Regions from separate parts of the Anser cygnoides genome. Here all the other regions are linked to region 2. A link is a contact called in public Hi-C data. All regions are on one chromosome and are shown on one strand. The core of a region is the stretch at or near the end of the contact, and the rest is flanking DNA. Distances in the headings are between cores, read along the strand shown.

Region 1 (4,071 bases), core at 1,517-4,016, 310 kb before region 2:
GCTGCATCAGTACTGATATCTTGGACGGGCAACGTTCTGTCAGGCTCCTGCTTAGCAATGACCACTCTGAACTAATGAAAACCATATATCTTATATTTCGATCATCTTAGTGTTATGCTTCTAAAGAAGAATAAGCAGGTCTATAGACACAGTATCAAAAAAAGCAGAGTTCTTGTGAAAATGATTTAGGGAAAAACTAATTTACCGAGTTGAGCTTTAGGCACATGTTTTCCTAAAGTTTTTGAATCTCAGCATAGGCCTAAAAAGTGATGCTTGATACAATATGATTCATCTCACTTCCTCCATGGAAACCTTCACTGGGTGTGGGTTGTCTGGCCTGAAATGATTGATAATTTTTATTTTCATAGCAAAACACTTTGGGCCTCGTACTGTCCAAAATATGCATTTGATCTCGGAGATTTTCTGCTATTGTGAAGCTGTGGTGCTTATTATAGAGTTACTGCTGCAATCAGCATGTATTCATATGTCTTTGCTTCATGGTGATCACAGGTAAGAAGCTGTTACCCTAAAAGTGAAGCTTGAAATATTCACTTGTGTGAATAAGTGAGTACTTGGCAGAGTCCCATTGAAGCTAATGGACTACTTGCAAAGGTGAAACAATTTTGAAAGGTTTGTAGAACCTGGATTCTTTTCGGTTGAAGTATACTGATGCAAAATGCAGCCCTCTCAATTGATTTCTGCATGGTGTGAGATATTTGCATGTTACAGCAATGCCAAAGGGTGTTGTGGGTTTTTGTAGAGTATCCCAGGCCTCAAGATCTAGTCAGCAGTATTTGTTAAGTTATCATAACCCAATACTTGACCATTGGAGCTTCTAGGGGAAAAATAATATCTTTTTAAACTGCATAGTATTAATTGTCCTCCTTTGTATTGATGGTAGTGTATTATTCACACTAGAATATCTGTTTTATCATATCAATACTGTCTTAGTTCAGACCATCCTCACGTGTAATACATAATTATAGGTATGACCCAAGAAGGTCTCTTCAGGGTAAACGGCAGCATGAAAATGGTGGAACAGTTGCGTCTGCAGTACGAGCGTGGAGAAGAGGTGGAGCTAGTTAAAGATGGCGATGTGTACTCAGCAGCCAGTCTTCTGAAATTATTTTTGAGAGAGTTGCCAGATGGGATTATCAGCTCTGCCTTACAGCCCAAGTTCATTCAGCTTTACCAGGGTAAGTGAGAGGTAAAAATTTCCATCCTTCAGTGTGCTTTCTTTCGGGAGAATTTTATGCAGACATCATAAGCAGTACTCTCTGTTTCTTAGCTTACATACTTTGTTCTGTATTTCCTTTGACTTTAGCTTTAATCTGCTCCCAGGCGTCTCCCAGATGTGCAACTCTGAGTCTTGGCAGAAATCACAATGGCGTTAGAAAAGAGAGAAAACTGTTTCTTGCATATTTGGTAAAATCTGGACTATTTATGCTTTTCCAATCCAGTTATATCTGCAAAATATAAACTGAAATTATCAATTGGTTTGTTAGAGCAAGCTTGTAGACAATAACTGCAGTCTCTCTAGGACACAGGTTTGCTTCTGTTTTGCTAGGGTGATTACTTGGAATTTCGTTCTAATGGACTCTGAAATATTATAACAACGTCATCTGCTAATCACGTTTATTATCCACTGAGCCCCAAAGCACATATTGTCTAAATTTCCAGTTCTCACTGAGGGATGTGATTGACCATTAGAAACAAGCCAGTTTGCAAGTAACAACAGACTTTACCAATCATAGCATAGAATGTACCAATCATAGCATGTTTTTTTAACCTTTAAGTAGTAGATAATCTGTAAGGAAGAACATCACTTCAGCTTTAGAAAGTTGAAACTTGCACAGCTGTTTGCCTAAATGATTTGTTGATCTAATCCATCCGTATTAGTCCGTATTGTTATGCAGACTAGACGGTGGTTGGCCCTGTTCCTGGACCATTTGGGGCAGTGGGAGTTCTTTTGCTGCAGGCAGTTGATGCCTCTTATTGCTGTCTTCCTAAGAAGCTGCGAAGTGAGTGGGTACATGTTACTAGAGATATGCTCTTTACAGTAAAGCAGGCAAATAGGATACATGTAGAGGAGGAACGATGTAGAGGAACATCCTCTGAACAGATCCCCAGTGGAAGACAGTGCAAAGTTTTCACACTGTTGTCCTCAGGTTTTCCTCCCACTTTTTTTGGCCTGCAGTGGAGATGAAGTTTAGTTATTGCCTGGAGCAGGGAGAACACAACCATGTTTTCTCTTCCTTTCCTGTCTGGGGCTCTACAGACTGTTAAGGGTGTGCTGGAGAAGAACTCTGCCTTTCCCTAAGTGCAGTCAATAAAGTAATAAACAGGTTGTATGTGGGCTGTGTAAAATACCTTTCTCTGTAAAATATCATTTAGTAAAGTTGTCTGGGGCCCAAGGACAGGGTTCAGGAAGTGCTGGGTAGGAAGGTGCCGTTGTTTCAGAAAGTCCCTTTTTTAAATTTTTTTGGTCATAGCTGTGCTTTCTTTTGGATCTCTTAGATTTAACCATGTCTGACTCATGAGATGCATTTGATTATGTTCCTTCACTTAAATCACTTTAAGTGGAAATTTTGTATAAGTTGCACGTTCCCTGTTCTGCATCCCTGTCCCACAAAGGTCATATCACTGTATTGCGCCAGAAACTATTGATGTACTTTGTGAACTGTGCTGTTTGTGGAAAGTCTCATTCATTCTTGCTTCCCACAGGAAATAGAAAATTCCCCCAGTGATTTCTATGGAAATGAGATACATATCCATACTTAGCAGACTTAGCCACCAAGCTTTGTTGTTTCAAAAAAAAGTTACTGGTGTAAATCACAAACCTGGTTCTCCAAAAGTCTGTTTAGCTGTGATGTACCTTTACAGTTAAGTTTGCATGTATTGTACAATAATCTCTAGTTCTAGTTCCATTATATTTTTTATTAGGGTTAGCTGTTATGGCAAGGGGAAGGTTTTGGTTAAGTTTGAAGAAAAATCAGTTGTTTTTTTTCATGTGCTGGAAAATGTATCATAAATTGCTCTGAAAGGCACTGATTACTTTCGTAGGGTTCAGATTAGTTTCAGTGGTAGATGAGACTGTGTTTACAGTTAAATGATCAACCAACTGTGCAGGATTGGCAGAATTATCTATTCACTTATCAAAGTATGTGCAAGGGTATTTGTTGCAAAATGGTACCAACAGCAAGCATGCCTGAGTGTTCTTTTTGTAAACTATGAAGAAAGTAGGTCAAGGTGTTTCTGAGCCAACAGGTTATTAAAAAATAACTTTGAATCTGGAGCCACTTCACTCTATGTCTACAGTGAAGGCAGTTACAAACTCTGTTACAACCTCTGTATTCCCTCCTGTTGAAGCTTTGTAATTATTTTAGAATTCCTTTGGAATATTTTCAGGGTTTGGTATCAGCATCTTTTAAATCAGCTAAAAGTTTGGCCTGAGAATAATACACAATTACTTTCCTTCCTATAAAAAATGTTAGGGAGTGATTCCCCCAGTTAAAAATAGCTGGAGTGAAAACTACAAATCTTACCTGAGATTGTAATCCTTTTTAAAGCAGGGTATAGTCCACATTACCAAACCAAAGAGTAAATGATCTGCCCTTTATTGAAAAAGAGAAATGTGATACGTTGGTAGTTCAGGAAGTCCACACAGCTGGTTTGGCATGCTACCAGAAGCCTGTGCAACAGCAGTGTGAAATGTGCATGCTGCCCCTAAATCCTGACGCAATGCTGTTTATATAAATATTCAGAGTAATTCCAAGACTATGCAGTTCCAGAAAACATCACGTAGCGTATCCTATGGACAGTCTGCTGCGTCCTGACCTCCTCTCTCTACCCTTGAAGAAGCGCAGTGACACTGGGAGTTGAGAAGGGCCTCCATCTGTAAATGGTGTTGATTGGAGATGTGTAGCAAGTACAGGCTAGGGACACACTGGTAATGATCTTTGTGTTGACTGGTCTCCTCAGAGTGCTTGACAAATATGAACGTTGCTTTTCGCAGGGGATCCTGGGGTCAAAATTGTCCACTGCAATCTGTTCTGTGGCTGCAGTTTTGCT
Region 2 (3,812 bases), core at 637-3,136:
AATTCTTTTCTGAATGATTGGGATGGCATTTCCCTATTCAGCAGACTTGGGGCAGTTCCTATTATTTTCTCCATTGTGGCTTGCAGAGCTCTCCCCAGCTTGGTGCCGCAAGACCCACACCACGGAGCAAGAAAAAGCTGCATTGTTTGACTGCCCCTGGTCCCTTGGGCTGTGGACTTGGCCTGGCTGCAGTTCTCTTCTTAGCACTGCATTGCTAACCTGCCACGCAAGCCTCCTTGCTTCAGTTAAGATGCCAGGACGCAGTTTTGTGGGCATCTTCCTCTGATGATGACTGTGATTTTCTTGGAATCGCTTTCTTAGCATATTCTGCTCAGCCAGCCTGGAGCAATCCCAGAAGAGCTGAGCGCAGAAAGCCAGCTCGAAGCACATACTCTTGGCACGGTGGCCTACATGGAAATTATTACTCCTCCTTTGCAGTGCTGGAAAACAAACTCAGCATCATCTCCGTGAAAACAGGAGAGGAAGAGCCGCAGCACAAAAGCCAGGTGTTCACATATCGGCACTGCTTGTGGCAAGGTGGAACCAGGGGCCTCCCTGCTTTTGGCCTCCCCTGTGCTGAAGGAGGGTATCTGAGGGAGTGTGTTTGTCCACCTGGTTTTGAACACAAGTCCAAACCGACTGAAGTTAAAGCATATTTTTTTGAGAGGGGCTCTCTTTGAGGTCAGAAGCTCACTCAAGACAAAACATTTTGAGGAAGAACTATTTTTTGACTTCCTACATTCTCATCAGAATCACCGATCTCACGCTGATGTGTTACCTGAAGTAGATTTACTGAGTGCCTGCCTCTTTCCGATAACTTGAGGGAGCGATACAAACTCTAACCCCCACAACGTAAGTTGATCATGCTGTTTTCTGCAGTGTCAACACGTATATCATCCTGCTGCTTGTGCTTCAAAGCAACGTGAATTTTGAGAAGCAATTTTACTTCCATTCCATAGCCTCCCTTTTGCTTCCCTTCCTCTTCCCTAATCCTAGATTGCTTTTCTGCTGGTTGAAAGTTAAAGCAGTTCAAATTTAAAGCTCTGCGCTGAGAAATGACTTTGTGAAACTACGTGTGCTTACACACGACATTTGTTCCCTGTGCAAGATCCAAGCCAGATCTTCGGAGGTCTGTGGCTCTCATATGGCTTTACTGGTTGTTACTCCTCTGAACGCGAGAAGAACCAGTCTAGCAGAGGGAGCAAGTGTTTTATTCTGGGTGATTTTCTAATTACCTATCAGTTGTGCACATGCGAACCACAGTACCTGAAGATGCAGCAAAAGGGTATCATTGGCAGCGCATGGCCTGGCTGTAGCTGGGAGGTTTGGTTATATAAGCAAGAGGTGAAAAATAAATTACAAGCTTGAGCTTCAGAGCCCAGCACAGGTTCTGACCCACCTCGCACTGATTAGCAGACAAAAATTGGAGATCCAGATCTCCATCTGCATGTATAGCAGGAAGACCTTCTCTAAACTAGGCAGTATGAGTCTAGTGTCCCCGCTGACTTTCAATATGTAGTTGATTTTTGACCCACACTTGCCTTTTGGTACCCAACTCCTCATCTCCCTTGTAGGTCTTACATGTTGTCTACAGCAGCTTGTAATAAACCAGGCATGGCAATGCCGGCAGAAGTACCTAAGCTGTAGGACAAGAACATTTCCAACTAGCACGGGTTAAAGACAGGGTCCCTCTCTCCCAAAACGACCATGGGTTTTCAGCAAATCCACTCGGAAGAAAGAAGAACCAGCCACAACCATTTCTGGCCCGTGGCATTTGACAAGACACTGCACAGTTTGCGCTGGAGTCAAAGTCCATTAGCGCAGCAACAAAAAGCCAGCAGCACCTGACTTTCTAATGTAACCTGATCCCACAATTTAATGTCCACGCTGTGAATTATTAACAGCGTTCCACCCAGCGCCTTATCACGGGGAGGCTGGAAATAATCACCTCCTTTCAAGGGCAAGTTCAGTTGCCTTTGTCTGACCTAGATTCTATAATTTTCCCCCTGCCCCCACCTGAGCATTATTTACATTTTCAAATCGACACGCTTAACACGTGGATTACCACCCTTCCATGAAAGGATGGACAAGGGAGTGAAGGTCACTGCTCCCTGTCTTTTGGAAAGGGACAAATTGAAACGGAGGCAGAAAGGGTGTGCATTTTCTGTGTTGTTTTTTGATACGGTTTGGCACTGAAAATGCACATGCTGGAAAAGAAATTGAATGTTGAGAGGATACTAAGATGGAGACTAGTTTGTGGGGTTGAGAAAGACAAGACATTTCAAGGGCCCCATCGCCCTCCCAGCCTCCTGTCCGCTGCCTCACTTTCCCTCTGGAAACCCACTGCTGGTAGAGGAACCCATCACACCACCCTCGCTTCTATCAGGGGCTGATCCATGCCCCAAATTTCTCCTGAGATTTCTCACGTCCAAGTGGTACCTGGGCAGCTGGATGCTCTTGCTGCCGGTGCAGGCTGAGCAGCAAGCCATGCCGTGACGTGAGAAACGTGACAGCTATGCTGCGCAAGGGCCTGGCTTCTTGCCTGATAATTGGCTCAAAGAAGAAGGAAAAAAAAATGTTTGCAAGAGTATCGTGGAGAGACATCAAGACGGGGCTATTAATAACAGGCGAGACATAACCTGCAGGCCACACCAAGGACGTGTCATAGGGCCTCTCGGTGAGGCCAGCCTCTGGTATGTGCCTGAGTGGGGAGGTAAATGCAACCCTCACTCTTGTGGACCTGCAGCTACTCAACCTTTACACTGAATATCGTGGCGCTTTGTGATGTTCTTGGGAAACACCCCAGGAGTGCTTCTCCCATTTACCAATGACATTCACTCTGTCCTGTGCCCATCCCTACCACTGTGAAGGATACCACAATAGGCAGGCATCACCCTTAATCCTCACCCAGCTGAGCTGCCATACCTAGAAACAGTCTACAATAGTCCTTAGCTCTCTCTTGGCCATTGCTAACCAAAACAACCCATTGGCAGCTCTCATGTGGCAGCGCTGAGGGTGCTAAAGGAGCATACAGAGGCCCCGTGTCCAGCCAAAGTGGGCTGTAAATCCATCAGACAGCAAGCTGTGCTTGCCTCTGTGACATGTGAATCCTATCCCTGGTGATCACATACATTATGCTGGGAATGTGCCTGCCCAACCCCTGCAGCTGCTCAGTGCCATGGAAGTCCCTCCATCCACAGGACTGCCAATGCAGATATTTTTTCCCCAGAATATACTGCATTTATTTGTAGCACCTCAAGAATTTTCCTTCATTTGTTTTCTGGCCACCTTCCTAGTTTTTTTTGCAAGGCAATTGGGGTTGTTGTTTCATGCCAGGCTACAAATCATGGAAAGTTATTGCTTGAGCTACAATGGGGTCTTCACTTGCCACTGAGATGTGCTGTCTAAAACTCCCCTTTGTACAACCCATATTTATATACAACCCTGTGGCATACAGACCACAAGTCATCTTTCTGAGGGATCCAATCTGCTATCAATCACCTCACTGACCTCCAGTGATACTATACTGAGCACAAACCATTCCTCCACGGAGTCTGAGTGTCTCCCTTTCCTGCCAGCACCATGCAGAGACAATGGCGTGTTCCTACTCAGCAGTATTTTCTCTTCTATAAACCACAACTGGCTTCTAGTTTACAGCAACGAAAGCAGATCTCTTTATTTCGCTGTTTTACTAGGAAATAAAATTATTTCATAGTATTTACCAAAAAAATCCTTCCCAGGTTTCTTTATGACCAGGAACGGGAGGAAGATGCTGCTCTAGTTTCACCTCCTTGAGGAAGTGTTGGGAGTAC
Region 3 (3,998 bases), core at 840-3,339, 270 kb before region 2:
GAAACCTACATTTTGTATGACTTGCAAAGAATGTGGCAAAGGGAGAAAAAATTCTTTATCAGCAAGATAGATTTACTGAGGAAGAAGATGTGTTCCTTGGGCCACTATAATTAATGTGATCTAGGTGTAAGAACACTGGACCGGGATTTGAATGGAGTTCTTTTTCTGTTTTTGAGGGGCATGGACAAGCCAGCTGTACTCTAGTTCTTTTTAACAATTATTAGCATTTGTAGCAGTATTACCTAAGAATCTGATTTGTGGGTCGGGATCCACAGCTATGTTAACCCAAAGCTAAAAGATGGTCTTGGGTATGCCTGAGAGAGTTTGCAGAGAATATTGACAATCAAAATTAGGAAGTTAAGTGAATAGTCTCTAGCTTTCTCCATGTTCTTCTCTGTTCTTGTGTAGAAGTCATCAAGAGAAGTTTAGTCCAAAACCTGGATTTTGACAGTGTCTTGAATGGGTATTGACAATTTAATTTCTACTCTTAATAGTAGAAATTTTTCCTTAGTAATAGTGCTGGGGATTGATGGTGTGTCTTGATGCCATGATGAGCAGGTACGCTAGTTTGAATGTGTTTTGGAGACTCTTGCTTCATTTAAAGTTGATACGTGGGAGGTGATGATTTTCACAGGTGGGATTTTTTTTAGGCTAAAGTGGGATGCAGAAGTGGTTGCTGGTAGCTTTTGACAGTGAGTTGGTCTCGGGTAATTTTTCAGATGTAAACATTTAGGTTACACTGACTGATGAGCACACACAGTTGAGCAAAACAAAGCTCCTACATTTCAGACAGAGGCTTGAACTTGTTTTGTATTCAGTATGCTGTAGCAGAGGTTTTTTCATATAAGAATGGAAAGGATGCATTTGCCGGTAAACCTTACTCCTCATGGCATTCTGTGGAGGTCTGCAATGGTTTAGCAGAGTGATGCTCGGGTAGTGCCTGTATTTGGGATGCATGTTACTCATTTTATGGTTCCTTGTTTATTTCTCCCAACACGATAGTCGCTGTATTGTTGGCTTTAAATGAAATCAGGGTTTAAAGCACAACAGATTTCATCCCATAGTTTCACAAATTTCACAAGCCACACTTAAGCTGAATTAACAGAAATGTCAGAGAATTCTCAAGCTTCAGTAATTCAGAGATAAGCAGAAATGCATATATACATAATAAAAGTAATTTCCCATTCAAGTACAAAACTGGTGTAATTGCATAATCTGTTTCATCAGTAACACAGGCTTCTGCTGTTAAGTTCTGGAAATGTGACTAAAACTTGATGTTTTTATTACTCCATGTGGAATGCAGGTGCCTGTCTAAACGCTTGCATTTGAAAATCACGGGTTATGTTTATTATTTGAATCCCAGCACCAGAGAGCGTTCTGAAAGAGTGAGGGTCAGATTTCCGAAGATGTGCAATTATTTAACGTCTTCTAGTAGAGCTGGGAGTCAGTATAGCTACACTCAAAAATATCTTACATATTTTTAAATGATTTAATATTTTTTGATCTGAATGTTTGCAGGATATTTAAAAAGCATAATATATTCCAAAATATACTTAGTTACCAAAGTGTGACATATTAGAAATGAGTACATGTTCTTTGTACTTTCTGTGTTTTGAAGGATAGCATCAAACAGACTGCCAGTATTGACAGCAGCAGATTTTCAGCTCAAATCATATTTGAGGCTCTGATTTTGCTTTGTTTGTTTTAAGTTTTCAAAGCAGCCTAAGAACTTAAGCAGCTTGAGAATGTGACTGTTAGGTCTGCTACCTTCTGGTAGCTTTTGCTGCATCTTTCATTTTAATGGTGGAAAGATCTTCTCATTGTCATGTTCAATGTAAAGATATGCTGCAAAATTAAAATAAGAGGAAGTGGCCAGTTTGTTGGAGCCGTTGTATAATCCTGTGCTAATGAATGCCATGTAAAAAAAAAACAACATGGATTGGAGGAAAATAAGGAGAGGACAGAGGGGTTGCAAGTATTTGAATAAATCATACATACTATCTTTTTTAGAGGTCTTCTAAACTATACTTGTGTGCACTCTGCCCAGTAAAACTATGATCTCTTGCCAATAGTGAGCAGACTTGTAGAGGTTAATGTTTAACGGGTTCCTAGCTAGAGCTGCTTGCTGTGTTCTCAGCATACATATCTCTTGTTCCCTTGGAAGCATTATTTTGTGTAAACAAAGTGCATTTTAATACTGAAACGCATCTGTCTACATGTGCTGTTCCATGACGAATCAGTTAATAGTGTGCTATCAAAGGATTTTCTGCTTTTAGCTCACACATGCTTGTTATCGTTTTTCATCTCCATTCAACACAATGAAAGCAATTATTGTACTGCCTGATTCCTGCAATCATTGACTATTGCATGCTCATCTTAATAGCATTCAGTCAGTGGCAAGCTTGATCCTAACTGACTGCAGGAATGTTAATTCCTAACTTTTACTAGCAACGGTGACAGAAGAATCTGATCTAACACACCTTTATGACTCACTTCTTTGAGTCAGTTGTCTGCAGTGACTCATACTTAAAATTAAATGTATGCTTATAATGAAGATGTAATGCCATGAAAATGGGAGATGGAAAAGACCAATGAGATCACCTTGAAGATCCTATTACAGTACGGAATGTATTTGCTGATTCTTTTTCTAGTTTAGAGGTGAATGCTCCAAGACCAGGAAGTTCTGTAACCCTTCTTGGGTGGATTGTTATGTGCTCTAGTGGAATTTCTAGTGGAGCCTCAGCTTATCTGTATTACCCGGTGTTGATTCAGAGGGCCATAAAAAAATGTGCTAGCTGAGCTCGGGCACCAGCAGTACCAGTTTATGGTGTGCTTGAACGTGCTGCTTGCCCGCTCTTCAAAATCCCTAAGGCCTGAACCTGCTCTTTTTGCAGAATTTGTAAACATCATACTTCATTGCTGAGAAGCAGAAGTGCTTCAATGGTGGGTAGCTGGCATGAACCTCTGTGGTTATTATTTCACTTCTTTTACGTTCTTTTGTTAATGAGCTGGCCATATGGTATTGTGGGGTAAGAGAAATACAGAGGTAAAAGTAATTTGTTTTCCTTGAAGGATCTGTCTGCACTTTATGGGACAGAGTACAATCCAAGCCAGTGCCAACGCAGTCTTTTAGGCAGCAAATTCTTTCATTACTGTGTAATTCATTGTCAAGCTGTGAACGGGAGGAGTACCATACATGGAGAAAGACAGGTTTCTCAACTGTTTGTTTGAGTCTTTCCAACCTACTTACATGGACTTCAATGGAGGAGCTCTGAATTTTGGCACAGCTTCACACTTTTCTAATGCAGAAATCCTTTGGCAAACACACACGTGTTTACATCTCAAACAGTTAGGAAGGATAGAGGAATGTAATGGTCGCTGTGCTGACTTACCTCTGTTCCCTGGCTTTTGATGATCTCATTATCATTTGCTCTTTAACACCACAGCTGGTATTTGCAGAAGATTTTTTTAAGATTCCTTCACTGGAGGTAGCATAATTATTTTAAGCATATATTGCAATATCAAGCGATGCCCCCTGTCACTACAGGAACTTACCATTATTTTTATTGCTATTGTTCTGAATGGGCAGCTGGATACTGCCATGAGCAGAAAGTCTGCCCTGTGGGAAACTGAAAACAGAAATCATTAATCATAGCCTTCCAAGTTCATTCCTACATCTCTCCTCTGATTGCGATCACCTGACCATATTTGTGCTTATTACTCTTGATACATCCTCTGTTCAAGTGAGGGCAGTCCAAAGAAACCAAGCGAATGAAAGGTAGAAGTTAATTCCAGAGGACCCTTTTCTCTGTACTCTAAGATTTGGTGATAAATTCTTATAGCATCCTTGCTGTCTTTGGAGATACTCTGATTCCACATCAGGGCAGCAACTGAGGCTTCGTTTATATGTTTCTCAAGAGGCCCTAAGCTGCACTGCTGTACAGAAGTACTCTGACTACGGGCGAGATATGTTTTACCTATGAGTCTGATTTGTACTT

What was found. A called contact is a pair of places that touch in the nucleus more often than the background predicts.
Region 1: a Hi-C map of liver shows a contact between it and region 2, with 2.7 times the contacts expected there. The contact joins two enhancer-like sites. A contact is called at or near these places in 2 of 7 Hi-C or Micro-C datasets (both in liver).
Region 3: a Hi-C map of liver shows a contact between it and region 2, with 1.6 times the contacts expected there. The contact joins two enhancer-like sites.

What each region holds. Positions count from the first base shown.
Region 1 is chr4:69,016,421-69,020,491 of Taihu_goose_T2T_genome, reverse strand. It overlaps FAM13A (family with sequence similarity 13 member A), which reads left to right. Exons shown (of 21, transcript XM_048052161.2): 3 at 987-1,196. Among named protein-coding and RNA genes, the nearest start is that of FAM13A, 6.8 kb to the left of the region's middle. Within about 2 kb of position 2,766, at least 2 of the 3 cell types and tissues checked have open chromatin away from gene starts, as enhancers often do. A contact at or near this core is called in liver, where this site is marked.
Region 2 is chr4:68,708,170-68,711,981 of Taihu_goose_T2T_genome, reverse strand. No RefSeq gene overlaps it. Among named protein-coding and RNA genes, the nearest start is that of PPP1R3B, 15 kb to the left of the region's middle. Within about 2 kb of position 1,886, at least 3 of the 3 cell types and tissues checked have open chromatin away from gene starts, as enhancers often do. A contact at or near this core is called in liver, where this site is marked.
Region 3 is chr4:68,978,787-68,982,784 of Taihu_goose_T2T_genome, reverse strand. All of the region lies in intron 5 of FAM13A (family with sequence similarity 13 member A), which reads left to right. Among named protein-coding and RNA genes, the nearest start is that of FAM13A, 44 kb to the left of the region's middle. Within about 2 kb of position 2,089, at least 3 of the 3 cell types and tissues checked have open chromatin away from gene starts, as enhancers often do. A contact at or near this core is called in liver, where this site is marked.